Regions from separate parts of the Sus scrofa genome. Here all the other regions are linked to region 2. The links are chromatin contacts, called in public promoter capture Hi-C maps. All regions are on one chromosome and are shown on one strand. The core of a region is the stretch at or near the end of the contact, and the rest is flanking DNA. Distances in the headings are between cores, read along the strand shown.

Region 1 (4,499 bases), core at 1,655-4,154, 630 kb after region 2:
TCTTTTTGCCATTTCTTGGGCCGCTCCCAGGGCATATGGAGGTTCCCAGGCTAGGGGTCGAATCGGAGCTGTAGCCACAGGCCTACGCCAGAGCCACAGCAACGCAGGATCCGAGCCGCGTCTGCAACCTACACCACAGCTCACGGCAACGCCAGATCGTTAACCCACTGAGCAAGGGCACGGATCGAACCCGCAACCTCATGGTTCTTAGTCGGATTCGTTAACCACTGCGCCACGACGGGAACTCCGGAAAAAGCATTCTTATCCATTAGCCACATGAAAACAAATGCCCCCAGCTGCAGACTACAGTTTGTGAGTGCTGCTTCTTCTGGCCACTCTCCAACAGCAGGTTGGGCTGGGTCTTTGAAGCTTGGTTGGGAAAAGGGTATCTTAGGAACATAAAGGATTGCAAGTGATGCTGGGAATAGGCCTCTGGAGATCCAGGGGGTTTAAGCCATCTTTAATAGCCCTCAGTGGCTTCCCTCATCCTAAGTTAAAGTCAGAACTGCTTAGCATGGCATTGTGGCCCTCTGTGACCTGACCTGGGAATGTGGGGCCACTTTCAGTCCCTGCCTCCCTGAGGTTCCTCTCTCAGTGCTGTGCCTTTCCATGCTTTTCCTCTGCTGGGAGTAGACCTGTGCCCCCGGGCCTGGCTAGCCCCGAGCCCGCCCTCTTCCCCAGGCCGTGCTGGGAAACTGATGCGTCTCCCAGGCTTCACACTTGGTCTGCTGCAGCTCCCCCCAGTGGGCTGAGGGTGCCTTGTCCTGTTTATGCATCTCTGCTTCCCCAGGCAAAGCTCACAGTGGGGGCTGAGTGAGTGTCAAAGAGCTGGAGAAACCATCCTGGAAGACTCCCAGAAGAGAAGGTAGGATTTCTGTGCTGGTGTAAGAGATTTGAGATTTTTCCCATTAGAACCCCCCCTGAGGAGTTCTGGTCCTGACAGGAGTGATTCTTGCTCCACCCTGGGCTTGGGTCCTGGGAGGGGAACCCGTCCCCACACCGTTTCTGGAGCAGGGAGCAAGGGCGTTAGGGGAGCATAGGCTCCGAGGTGACCCACCCTGCGGTACTCCCTGAAGCCTTCCTCTCCCGGTTCCTAGAACGCACAGACTCACTTTTACCCCTTCAGGCGGCAGGGGACAGTGAGCTGTGAATGCTCTATGTGAACCAGAGAGCAGGTGTTTGATTAGCTAGGCCCCTTCTGCCCAGAGGGAGGGAGGGTGTGTTGGGGGACGATGCTCCCCGTTTCCATCTTGGAACAGAGCATCCTGGGGCGTTCCTAGCAGCAGCACTCAGGCCCCTTCCCACATTCCTTGAGTTCTCCCAGCCACCGGCTTCTTCTAGACCAGAAGAGCAGTGGAAGAGTAAGGAGAGATGAAATCATGAAATCGGGGTAGGGGTGGCACGGGTGATGAAGTCAGGAGTGTGGGGCAAGGAAAAGGAACGCGAGGGTCCTTTGTTCTTTGGAGTTCAACAGCTGGACAAAGAAGTGCTACAAGACTGCACACCAGGGCTGCCGAGGGAGGTCTGCGGGTCGGAGGTATCCCTCTCCCAAGCATTCCAGGGGCGGACAAAGTGGGCCACGAAGGGAGTTGAGGGAGTTGCTGGGCATCCACAAGGTCACGGCGCAGGGAGCGGTCATTCTCTCCCGGAGGGGCTGTGGGGCGGGTGAGCTCCAGAGATGAGGCCTTGGAAAGGCGAGGACAGCGTACCCGCCCCGAAGGCAAGCAAAAGCGGCAGGGCCAGGCGAGGCAGCTGGGCCGGCGCTTGGCTTGGGGGCTCCGGCGCCGCAGCAGCTGAAGGGGAACAACCTGGTTCTGCCCGCCAGGAGCGAGCAGCCCTTTGGCCAGCATGAAGGCGCTGGTGTCTTCATGCCACCTCCTAGAACCCCCGCCACCCAGCGGGGGTCCCTGGAGATCCTCCCCTCCCCAGACCTAGACAGTTGCAGGAGGGGAAAGAATTTTTGTAAAAAGAAAAGGAAACCAGATTGTATGTGCATGCCCCTGCGTGCGACACGCGTGGGCGGCTGCAGAGGCTGGGGAGGGTTTCTCAGGTAGCGACGCCACCCTCAGTCTCGGCTCCGAAGGCGGTTCTCGCAGAGCCGCCCCAATAACCCGTGTGCTGTGTGACTGACGGGGGAGAAAGGGGGGATCATCCCTGTTCCACCCCACCCTGGACGCAATGCTGAGCGAGCTGGGTCTGGCGGGTGGCGAAGAGGGTGCCGGGTGTAGTTGCCCGCCAGCAACATAGGATCGAAGTTGCCCACCTCTCCCGGAGATTCAAGCATAACGTTGGAGAGGCGGAGCCGCCGCAGAGGCACAGCCCAGTCCGCAGAAAAAGGGGTGGAGCCCCAAGGGAAGAGGGCGGGGCGGGGCGGGACAGGACCGTAGAGGCGGATCTGGAAACTGCTGGAAGATCGCAGCACCGCCACTGTCGCTCCTTCCGCCGCTTGCAGACAAAGAGTGCCCTCCACACCCGAGCCGGCGACCTTCTAGCAGCGGAAGCCACGCCCCGCAGCGAGACGCTGGCACTGCCCATTGTCCCCTGGGAGTGCCAGGGTTCGCGGGCTGCCCAAAGTTCGGCTTCAAATTCCCCAGTGTCCCCGGAAAGGACCCTTTCCCCTTATTGGGCAGTAGGAATGTGTAAGGAAGATTGTAGCAGGGAGGGAGCATAGGTGGGAGTAGTTGGTCCCCTTTCAGGTGTTCCTCTGGGATTCTTTGGTGTGGAGGCACCTGCTCTACAGGTTTTTACTGAGGTCAGCGGGGATTCTGTTCCCTAGAGCCACGGCATTTGTCCTATGAGTATACCCAACATCTAGCTCTGGTGGTGTCCTGTCTTCAGGACGCGGAGATGGGACTAAGAAAAAGTCTACACATGCGCGCCCTTGCTCTTCACCGCCCCCTCCCCTATTTTGGACCATGACGTAAAGGTGGGCGGGCAGCGGCAGGTGCGGGGCTGACAGACAGCCTCCTTTAAGGCGGAGGGATCTGGGGGCGGGCAGCGAAGGTGTGCTTCGCCTTATATAAAGCGACTGGGGTCTCACAGCCGTTCTCTTGAGTCACCCCCCGCGCAGCCTTGTTCTGGCGTGAGAGCCGGAGGCAGTCCTTCCCCGCTCAGCTTTGTGGTGTTTGTGATCCTTATCCTTTAAGGTAAGGTTGCACTCTTAAGGCATTTCTGGTTAAATTTCAGGTTGCTTTCGTCCATTCTGTCCTTTCTGAGACCCAAGTTTTTGTCGTGCTGGGGCGGTTTGCTGGACAACGCTCCCAATTTTTTTAGAGGGTGGGTGGAAGGGAGCTCTCGAGTTTAGCTTTTCCTTCCATGCTTGGTGTCGGGCCTTCTAGGCGGCTGTTAGGCCTGGGCGAGTGGGGCTGGGGGACTGGGCGGCTACACGTGGTAGCCGCGCCGGCCCGGGACGCTGCCATGTTTGCCCCTCTACTTCCGGACGCGACTACGGGGCGCCAGAGGGTGGGCAAGGTTGGTGGGTGTGCGGGCCCGGTGTGACTCAGCACAGCATGGTTCTGGGTAGGTTTTGCCATCTCTTTTATAGAAGGGAGTTTTTCTAGTCCTTAGTGTGAGGGTTTGCGGCAAAGGATGCTTTGGAGCTCCAGTGGCCCATCGTGCTTCCTGCTTCGAGCTCATTCCTGCAGTCAGGGTGGAGGGGTAGCGGAGGAGGCAGGCTTGAGAATTTATGGGAGCATTTCTTCGTCGTCCTCTTTTCTCCCCGTTGGCTGGAATTGTTCTGGAAGGTTCTGGAACTCGGCGCCCCGCCCTGGTGCCCGGATGCTGAGGCGAAGGGAGGCTGCGCGGTGGCGCCCCCTCCTCGCGTGGTCCTGGCCGACGCATGTCCGGCATCGACGAGCGTCGGCCCCGCGGACTACGCCACCATCTTAGTTGTATTTGGTTTGGTCCTGTACCTCAGTCACGTGTGCTACAGGGACAGAGTGGAGCCTTTTGCTTTATCGGTTCTTTGTCTTAATGGCATCCCAAGTGGGTATCCCACGATTCTCTCGCGTTAGCCTCCCTTACCACGTGAGGTAGCAATTTCACATCTTCCTGGAGGTGAAGGGAGAGCAGTTTCAAATGATAGCCCCTTTAAGGTAAAACTGGTCTGTTTGGGGGGGGGGCTCCCTCCCCTCCACCAGAAATGGTAGAACCGTAGTTACTAATTTGTACATTTGAATATGTATGTAGGTCTTCTGCTTATTCACATTTAAGAAACCGGGGTTGGGCGAGGTACTCTGCATGCCTAAGAGATTACCAGGTGATGAGAGGCTGCTGATCCGTGGATGGATCGCCTAACATCCTAACAAAATGCTTAAGAGACCTTAAGGCATTTTGGGGGCTGTATTAGCAGCCCCCCCCCCCCCCGCCCCTCTTATTCTCAGACTGAGGGCGCAGCCTGAAGTCTTTAAAGGAAAGGTCTTGCATCTCAGTACTCGGTTCAGAACAACTTGAACTGAACCTCTTAGTGTCTTTATTGTAATTGGGGTGAACTTGAGTCC
Region 2 (4,552 bases), core at 1,332-3,831:
CTAGACTGCTAATAAAATTTACAACTAATTAAACTTTGCATACTCTGAAAACTAGGACTGCTTAATAACACATCCCACAAGACTCTGCAGTTTATCACAATTCGTTTCTTCTGAAAGGTTACTAGACAAACACTCAGTTTGCTTGAGGTTTTTTGTTTTTTTAGGGCCGCACCCGTGGCATATGGAGGTTCCCAGGCTAGGGCCTATAACACAGCCACAGCAACCCAGGATCCGAGCCACGTCTGCAACTTACACCACAGCTCACGGCAATGCCAAATCCTTAACCACTGAGTAAGGCCAGGGATCAAACCCACAACCTCATGGTTACTAATTGGATTCCTTTCTGCTGCGCCTCAATGGGAACTCCTTGCTTGAGTTTTAAAAAGATATTTCCTTTGCCCCATTTGAATGACCAATAAAGACATAAGTCCCATTGGCAAAGTGAAAAGGGGGTGGAGCTCCTCCTCTTTCGATCACTGGCAGCACGTTCTTCCTAGACGCAAGATCACCCCTTTCCTTCTCCCTAGGGCCTCAAACTGCTGTCCGTACAGGTCTTTGTCTTCTCTGTGTCCAGGCTACTAAAGTCAACCTTTGCCACTGGTCTGGCAGACACCATGTCCTTCCTGCCCACCCCTCCCAGCTGATGACATCAAGAGTAAGAGGCTGCAAGAGGTTCTGGAGCAGGGCCAAAGGGTGAACTCAGCATCGGTCACTACAAGCCCAATGAGAGAGGGGCCCAGGTAAAAGACAGCAGGGCTCCAAAGCTGGGGTTCAGATGAAGAGAAGAAACTCCAAAAATATAAGGAAGGAGACAGACACCATAAACCAGACTCACTGTGCTTTTACCCTCCTGTCCCATAACCCTCAGGGCTCAGTTGAGGTGAAATCTTTTCTTTTCTTTTTTCTTTTTTTGCTTTTTAGGGCTGCACCCACGGCATATGGAGGTTTCCAGGCTAGGGGTCGCGAATCAGAGCTACAGCTGCCGGCCTACACCACAGTCACTGGAATACCAGATCCAAGCTGTGTCTGCGACCTACACCATAGCTCATGGCAATGCCAGATCCTTAACCCACTGATCGAGGCCAGGGATCCAACCCACATCCTCATAGATCCTAGTAGCGTTCATTAACCGCTGAGCCATGACAGGAACTCCAAGGTGAAAACTTGAATCCACCCCACAATGGCCTTCTCTTCCCTGTATCACGTAACCCAACACGGAAGCATCCTGTTGCCTGAGCTTCCCCCTCTCACGTGCAAAAGGATATACAATTTGCCTGGTCTACCTGTCCTGAATTTCTGCACTCCTCCTCCCTGGACATTTTATTTTTCTTCTCCCCTTCCTGTCATCATTCCATCCCTTTGAAGGCTCTCTGACTCCCAGGCTCTTACAGGGCTTCACCCATAATCTCCATCTCTTGGAATATAATGGAAATCTTTTCACATCAATAAAGACCTTCCTTGTTTATCATTTTGATGGAGGTGAAGAATAAGTACGGGTGGCTTCAGAAAAGTGGTGCAAGGATGATGGTCTAGGATAATGGTTCTCAACACGTGGTCCCAGGACCAACAGCATTCACATCACCTGGGAACTTGTAAGAAATGCCGATTATCAGGGCCACCTTTGACTTACTCAGTTGTAAATTCTAGGGGTAGAGCAGCAATTCAAGTGATTGTGATACATACTAAAGTTTGAATAATCACTTGATGAGGATCTCCCCCTTGGGTTCTCCTTTTCTAAGAGGGATAGAGTAGCAGTTATCCTCTGCCTTAGGGACAGATGGTACGGGTAGGTGGAGGCTGCCACCACTTCCTCATAGGACAGGCAAAGGGCAGGAGGACTAAGCCTAACTGTTTTCTGGTGTGTGTGTGTGTACACACTCAGGGATAGGGACAGAATATATTGCTCTTTGTGTGTGTGTGTGTGTATACACACTCAAGGATAAGGACAGAACACATTGCTCCTTCCTCGGGTACTCCTCTCCTCCCCGTAGAGCAAGTTTAGAAAACTCTAACTCCTCATCCCAGAACGCACTCTCCCTTCTCCTGTTGCAGCACAGGGAAGGGGCCCGGGGATTTTACTCTGCTCTTCCCAAGGGGATCCCCTTTTCCCACTTCTCCTGGAATTACCTACATCAGAGTGAGGAGATTCCCCTCCTCCCCTCTTCCTCCCCGGGGCCTGACACCTGGTGGGGACGGGGTCAATCTCTCTGTCCCTCCTCCCTGGGGTCCTCGAACCGGAAAAGAAGGGGGTCTTGACACCGGAAGGGGGGTACGAATTCTGTCTCGCCTTCCTGGAGTCCCAGGACCGGAAGGAGTGATTTCCTCTCACCCGGCTGCTTCTCAGGTGCTCACCTCGGGGGGCAGGTACGGAGGGTTGTTGGCTTTGCCCCCTCTGTTCCTTCCGTTCTTCTTTTTCCCCTTCGGGCCCCCGCAGCTGCTGCTGCCGCCGGCGCCCCTAGCCTTGAGGGTTCCGCCCACGGCCGGGCCCCCTCCGGGCCGGCAGCAGCCGCCGAACAGCTCGGATACCCGCGAGTCCATCCGCTGCTGCCGCCAGCCCCCCGCCCGGCCCCTCCCCCCGCCACCGCCGCCGCCACCACCTCCGCCACCGCCGCCGCCGCCGCCCCTACTGCCACCGCCGAGTCCGACCAGCCAGGAGGAGAGCGGGGTGGGGCTCTGCACAGGCCACGCCCCCACCCTGCCCTGGCTTCCAGGTCGCGTCAGAAAGAGTCGCGAGGCATCACGGGATATAGAGTCCTCAAGTCTGAGAGCTCCCTGGAAAGAGTTCGCCGCCGCCCTACCACTCCCAGGAGACATCGCGGCGCAAGGGGGCCGCGGGCGGCTTCGGGGAGTAGGTAAGGAGCGCGCCTATGCGCGCAAAGACCTAGGGGAGCTGTAGTCTGGTTCCCAGTCTCAGAGAGCTGAGCGGGTCTTTAATTAGGGCCTGGGGGTCGTGGGCCAGTTACCGGAGCGGAGGGCTTACATCCGAATTAAGCTTTGTGGGCGCTTCAGAGTTTGGCCCTTTGACGCCAGCCTCCACAACAAGTTTTGAACCTGGAGAACGCAGAATTTGGAGCGAGTGGTCTACTGGCTCCGCCCCTTCCTCAGTTTCTCCCTCGACGGCCGGCGTGCCGTCCGGGTGAGTCAGGACTAATGCCAGGGCGGAGGCGGATGGTGGTTAGCCTAATTAAGGCTTTTTTTGTTGCGAAGATTATGCCACCTTTATACAGTAGTCACTGCTTTATTACCAAGCTGGCACCCTCCGGGGGCTGGTTTTAGCAGCCCGAGACACCGCAGTAGCCCCGACGCGAGGCTCGAACCCATAAACAAGCCCCGCTGCCTTAGGGCCACCAGGATGCCCGCAGCGAGTATTACCCCTCCCCTTTGTTTTGAAGCCGAACCAATCCCGGAACACCGATTTTGGTTTTAAAACCGCCAGGGCTGTGGGAGGGGCCTGGCCCCTACTTGGGGCGGGGCTGGGGCTCCGGTTACGTCAACCACTGCGAGGGCGGGGGAGGTTTCCTGGAATAGAAACTTGGCCCAGGGCCCAGGGGATTGCTGACTTGACTTTCTTGCCAAGCTGTCATCTCGCTTGCTCTTTAGGGCTCTTGCAGTCAGCAAAGAGTAAACACATTCGGTGACATAAACCAGTGTACAAAACACTAGAAAGGCGGAGTGGGGAAGCAGTGTTGCTGGGCGGGGAGTCAGGACGCCAGAGTTCAATTCCCAACCCCATGGCTGACTTGTGACTCACCACTCATCCATTGTATGTCCACTTCCCATCTCTTCACAAACAGCGAGATGCTCATATAGAGACCAGAAACGAAACAGCCCTGCCCACCAGCCCTCGGTTTTCCTTGGAAAACTAGAAGCAGCAACAGTGGCTTACCTCTGGTGATCCTTTCAGGGGTTCAGACCTGGTGGAGTCCATGGCTTCCCCCAAGGACCACAAGGAGAAGACAGGCTACTGATCACGTAGTTGCTGTCCACATGGCATAACTCCCCAAATCGGTGATAGCGGAAGGGCCAAAATCTGCAAAAGGGCCGAGCAGACCCAGCCAATTATGTGATCTTATGTGATCGTCAGTGGCTGGAAGCACGTGCGACTTCTCAACCCCCTTAGCTAAGAAGGTTATGCTGCAGAGGTCGACCTTAGAGAGGGGCGAGGGGCACAACTTCTCCAGGGAAACTGCTACTTAGAGGCTGAGACAGAAGAACTCAGTGAGAGATCTCAAAAAGGATGGGGATTGGAAGTGAGAGCCAAAACTATTCCCCCGATATTCTCACCACCAGCAGCTCTGGGCTCTCTTGATAAGCAGGGCCTGGGCTGCACTGGCCTGATACTTGTTCTCTCATCGTCATGAATCCTTCAACCACCCCAACACACACACAGTTTCACTTTATTCTTCTCAATTCCCTTGTCTCCTGAGTGGAAAATTTATTTTAAGAGATGAGGAGGAATAACCCATTCTGATATCCATTCTTAACCTGGCTTACCACAAACAGGAGTGAAGGCCGGAAGGGGAGTAGGCTGACCCGGGATGTCTGCCCAGGA
Region 3 (4,615 bases), core at 1,948-4,447, 530 kb after region 2:
AATAATTAAGTTCAAAAGTGCCCAACAGTCCCCCACCTGGGGGGTGGGGAAGACTCTTGGGGAGGTTTTTACCCTATTCATCAGAAGCAAGAGGAAAACATTTTGACCATGGTTCCTTCATGGATTCCACCATGCACTTATTTCTCATTTCAGGTTTTCTGAAATGTTTCTTCTTCCTGTTAATATGTTTTTGTTTTTGGTCTTTTTATGGCCATACATTCACTTGGCATATGGAGGTTCCCAGGCTAGGTGGTCGAATCAGAGCTGCAACTGCCAGCCTACGCCATAGCCACAGCAACATAGGATCCTTAACCCACTGAGCAAGGACAGGGATCGAACCCACATCCTCATGGATACTAGTCAGAGTCATTTCCACTGAGCCACCACGGGAACTCCTCCTGTTAATATGTTAATATGACCCTCATTGGGCACAGGCAGAAAGAGATCCAGAGTGCACCACATGCTGACATGTCTAGCTGTTAATATTTTTTAAGTAACAATACATGAGAAATGCCTTCTAGTGATCCTTAGAGCTCCCCAAACCAGGTAACTACAGACTCCATTTCCACTCCAGATAGCCATTACTAGTGCTACCTAGCAACGGATCACACCAGCTTTACAACCATAAAACCAACACACCACATAAAAAGTTTCATAGGACAGATACATCCAAGAAGCACTAAGGACAAAATGGACGATTCCAAACAAGGGGGGGAAAAAAACAAAACACAAAAAGAACAGATGCCTTTTCACCAAAACTGCTTGCTCCTACCCCAAACAGCTCCCAGAATCCAAACCTACAAAGCTTACTTCCATCAGGCAGTCTACTAAACACAGCTTAACCCCATCTCCCTTTCTGTCCTTCCTACGTAATCCAACCTACTTCCTACCCCAACAAAATGCTTCTTGTTCTTACTCCCATAAGTGAAGAGTGAACTGTCCTTCTTCTGGTGTAGTAACAACCTTCCTGAGAAAAAGAGACCCACTCCAGAGGCATACGGAGGTTCCCAGGCTAGGGGTCTAATCGGAGCTGTTGCTGTCGGCCTACACCAGAGCCACAGCAATGTGCCAGATCTGAGTCAGGTCTGCCACCTACACCACAGCTCATGGCAACACTGAATCCTTAACCCACTGAGCAAGGCCAGGGATCAAACCCTAAACCTCATGGTTTCTAGTCAGATTCATTTCCGCTGTGCCACGATGGGAACCCCCCACTCTGTTCTTTTCTGTATATTCCTAGTACTATAAACTGCATTCTCGTGAACAATTTCAAATGACTGAAAATGCAGGCTGAGGAAGGCAAGAGTGCAAACAGGAGAACACAGGAAACAGATGTGTTGTGTACCTCTCTGTGACACGCAGAAACACACTGTACAACACTTCCTAATAATACACACTCATGTGTGTGTATATGAGGAAGCAAGCATCCAGAAACACTATTTCATTCTTTTTTTTTTTTCTATTCTACATCACTTCTTTTCTTTTTCTGTCTCTTTTTTGGGGGGAGGGGTGCACCCGAGGTATATGGAGGTAACCAGGCTAGAGGTGGAGTTCAAGCTTCAGCTGCCAGCCTACACCACAGCCACAGCAACACAGGATCCAAGCCTCATCTGAGACCTACACCACAGCTCACCACAATGCCCAATCCCTTAACGAGGGAGGCCAGGGATCAATATTGCGTCCTCATTGATACCAGTCAGATTCGTTTCTACTGAGCCACAACAGGAACTCTTCACTTTTTTTCTTTTTTTTTTTTTTTTGTCTTTTTGCCATTTCTTGGGCCGCTCCCGCGGCATATAGAGGTTCCCAGGCTAGGGGTCCAATCAGAGCTGTAGCCACCAGCCTACGCCAGAGTCACAGCAATGCGGGATCCGAGCCACGTCTGCAACCTACACCACAGCTCACGGCAATGCTGGATCCTTAACCCACTGAGCAAGGGCAGGGATCGAACCCGCAACCTCATGGTTCCTAGTCGGATTCGTTAACCACTGCGCCACGACAGGAACTCCATTTCTTAAATGATAGCCACGATCCACCAAATGGACTTCCAATCAACCAACGGGATGCAGTTTGAATGAGGATTCAGTTTGAACTGCATCAAAACCTTACAGTTATATCCCACAAGCTACTAATGAACTCTTTTAAAAAAAAAACAGCAGACAGCAAAGACACTGACCAACCACAAGAACCAGACACACCAGGTAGGCAGTGCCCTTCCTCGGTCCAGCAGCCCAGACTGAAGCATCTCCCAACCTTCCCACTTTTCCCCAGCAGCCTAAGTCGCTCTTTTGTGAAACCCTTTATCAATTCAGTCCATTCAATCTCTTAGGGTGGCAAAGTTCAATTACTGCCCATCGTGTAAAGCACTATTTCTCTTCTGTCCCAGACTGTCTCTCTTCAAGCCTGAAGGGATAAGACCCTTCCAGGAACCCAAAATTGAACGAACAAGTTGGTACTCCGTGTGACTTTGTGATCTGTCCTGTGGGTAACATACAGGAGTATGCACACGCGCAGACACACCCACACCCACATCTCTCTCATCTTCCCAGTCTTAATCCCTGGCAGATGCAGCCTCTGGTGAAATGAGAAACCTGGGAACCCCCTGGGGCCGGGGGAGCCACTCATCGGCATGACAGTGAAAGCGGTGGACTCATTCTCCACAGTACAGAAGTGCCAGCAAACGAGTCACAAAGTCATCTCAGGGCCCGGGTTGGAAAAGGAAAGGGAGAAGTAGACAAACCCGAGGAGCTGCGCCAGAGTGACCGACCGAGGCCACCTCGCGTGGCCGGCCAGCACCCCGCCCCTTCCTCGGGAAAGTAGGTAAGCGGGGGCGCGGGGTCGCAGAGGCCACGGGAGCCCGGGCGACCTTGGGGAGTGGGAGGGCGGAGGGTCTGGGTTAGAGGCCTCCCTCCCCGTCGGGACCCTCCCACTGCCCCTCTGCCCCCAAAGGGCCCAAGATCCTCCCCTTCCTCACCCACCCAGGGGAGTCCGCCTCCCCTACTGCGGGGAGCAGAGAGAGAGGGGAAGCAGCAGAGTTAGGAGCGTGACGTCCCCTACCCGCCCCCCACTCCATACCGCCTTCGCCGCCCTGGAATATCCCGCTGCAGGCCCCACTGGCCCAGGGCCGCCTTCCCCCCCACGCGGCCTGTAGTCCTGCGCCTGCGCATCGGACCCAGCTGGGCGGGCGGCGATCTGAGAGTGCGCGCGCGCCTTGCGTGAGCTGGCGTGGGGGGTGGGACCTTCGTGGCCACGCCCCTCCTCCTCCCCCTCCCTCCTCCCGCTCCCCCTCCCCCAGACACAGCCGCGGCCGCCGCAGGAGCCCGGAGCTCGAGCCGCCCAGCGACTCCCCCTCCCCCTCCCCCAGCCCCGCCCCGCCCCAACCCGGGGCTCGGAGCTGGAGCCGAGTCTGCGCCTGGGGGTGAGTACGCGACCCTTCCCCGGCCCCCTCTCTTTTCTTTGAGGATCCCACCACCATCCAAAGAAAAACCCCGGACTCGGCTGCGCGTCCCCTCCCTTCAGCCTCCTGCGGGACCCAGAGGTGCCCGGGCCCGCGGGACCCAGTGGTGCCGGGCGCTGCCCCCAACCCCGCACCATCCTGAAGCAATAATATGAGTCCTCCACCCCCTACAGGGGGTCCAGAGGTACACCGCCTTGTGTCCCCACCCCTTGAGAGATCCGAGGGGTGGGACCCCTCTCCCCTGGCCCCCTAGCTCCTCTCTTCTCCCACCTGCCCGGTCCAGGTGCGCGTCCCCTCCGCGCCCCTCCGGGGTTCCAGCTGCGCCCCATCAGCCCGCCGCCGCTGTGGGGAATCTGCCGCCCCCGCCCCCGAGTTTTGGATTCCACTGTCGCCAAGTCCAATGCCCTCGGTGTCTTTTATCTTTTCTCCTGCTCCAGGGGCCGAGTACCCCCGAGGTCGGCCCGGGGTAGGGGTTTGGGCTCCGGCAAAGGCAGGGTTCGCGAGTGCTGGCATGAGGCCGGCCGCTGCCCCAGCCCGACTAGGGACTGGTTGGAGGACTGGGGAGGCGACTGGCCCCGGGAGCGTGTCCTCTCCTTGCGCCCCGCACAGTGCAGTTCATTCATGAGCTGCCCGGGCCTGCCTTGGAGGGTGCGGTGGGGAAAAGATTCGGACGCGGAACCGGAGTGGGGCAAAGGCCCTGTTGGGGGGAGGGGGTGTGCTTTGTCCCTCCTGGCCTTCTTGACTACCTAGAGAGGACAGTTCCAAAGCTTTGGCGCCTTGTTCCCCAGAAGAGAAGGACGCTTGGGAAGTGGCGATGAGAGGTCAGAGGGGCCGGCTGCCCTTGAGGCTCTGTGCTGCCACCTGCCTAGGTCCTCTGGGTGGAGGTCTGGCCACTCAGCGCTCCACTTCCCAGGAGGCGGGTGGGGGGCGTTCGGCCAGCCGGAGGGTCAGGACTCCTGTACCTAGGACCACTCTGGAGCCTCTCCCTGGGTCTGCAGCAGCCCGGGATGAGTGAGGCTATGCCCAGCCCCTCCTGAGGAGGGGTTCCCAGTCCTGCCTCCCAGGAACATGTGAGGAGGGGAGTGGCAGTGTCTGACAGGCTTCCATCGTGGGGGGTGGGTGCTAGCATCATGTCCCTCCTCCAGGGTACCAGAGGGT

The links. Promoter capture Hi-C pulls out the DNA fragments that hold promoters and counts their contacts.
Region 1: a promoter capture Hi-C map of liver shows a contact between it and region 2, with 7 times the contacts expected there. The contact joins the promoter of HSP90AB1 here to the promoter of GTPBP2 in region 2. A contact is called at or near these places in 2 of 5 promoter capture datasets (fetal skeletal muscle and liver), 1 of 47 Hi-C or Micro-C datasets (liver) and 2 of 2 datasets of contacts at active chromatin or transcription factors (alveolar macrophages and skeletal muscle).
Region 3: a contact with region 2 is called in a promoter capture Hi-C map of liver, with 5 times the contacts expected there. The contact joins the promoter of MRPL14 here to the promoter of GTPBP2 in region 2. A contact is called at or near these places in 3 of 5 promoter capture datasets (fetal liver, fetal skeletal muscle and liver), 1 of 47 Hi-C or Micro-C datasets (heart right ventricle) and 1 of 2 datasets of contacts at active chromatin or transcription factors (alveolar macrophages).

What each region holds. Positions count from the first base shown.
Region 1 is chr7:39,240,870-39,245,368 of Sscrofa11.1, forward strand. HSP90AB1 (heat shock protein 90 alpha family class B member 1) reads left to right here and starts at 2,905. Exons shown (of 12, transcript NM_001244433.1): 1 at 2,905-3,146.
Region 2 is chr7:38,610,635-38,615,186 of Sscrofa11.1, forward strand. It overlaps GTPBP2 (GTP-binding protein 2), which reads right to left and starts at 2,582. Exons shown (of 12, transcript XM_003128412.6): 1 at 2,353-2,582. The coding sequence starts at 2,538. MAD2L1BP (MAD2L1-binding protein) reads left to right here and starts at 2,715. Exons shown (of 4, transcript XM_001929515.6): 1 at 2,715-2,852.
Region 3 is chr7:39,135,139-39,139,753 of Sscrofa11.1, forward strand. MRPL14 (39S ribosomal protein L14, mitochondrial) reads right to left here and starts at 3,198. Exons shown (of 3, transcript XM_001929561.5): 1 at 3,076-3,198. TMEM63B (CSC1-like protein 2) reads left to right here and starts at 2,546. Exons shown (of 24, transcript XM_005666056.3): 1 at 2,546-2,820.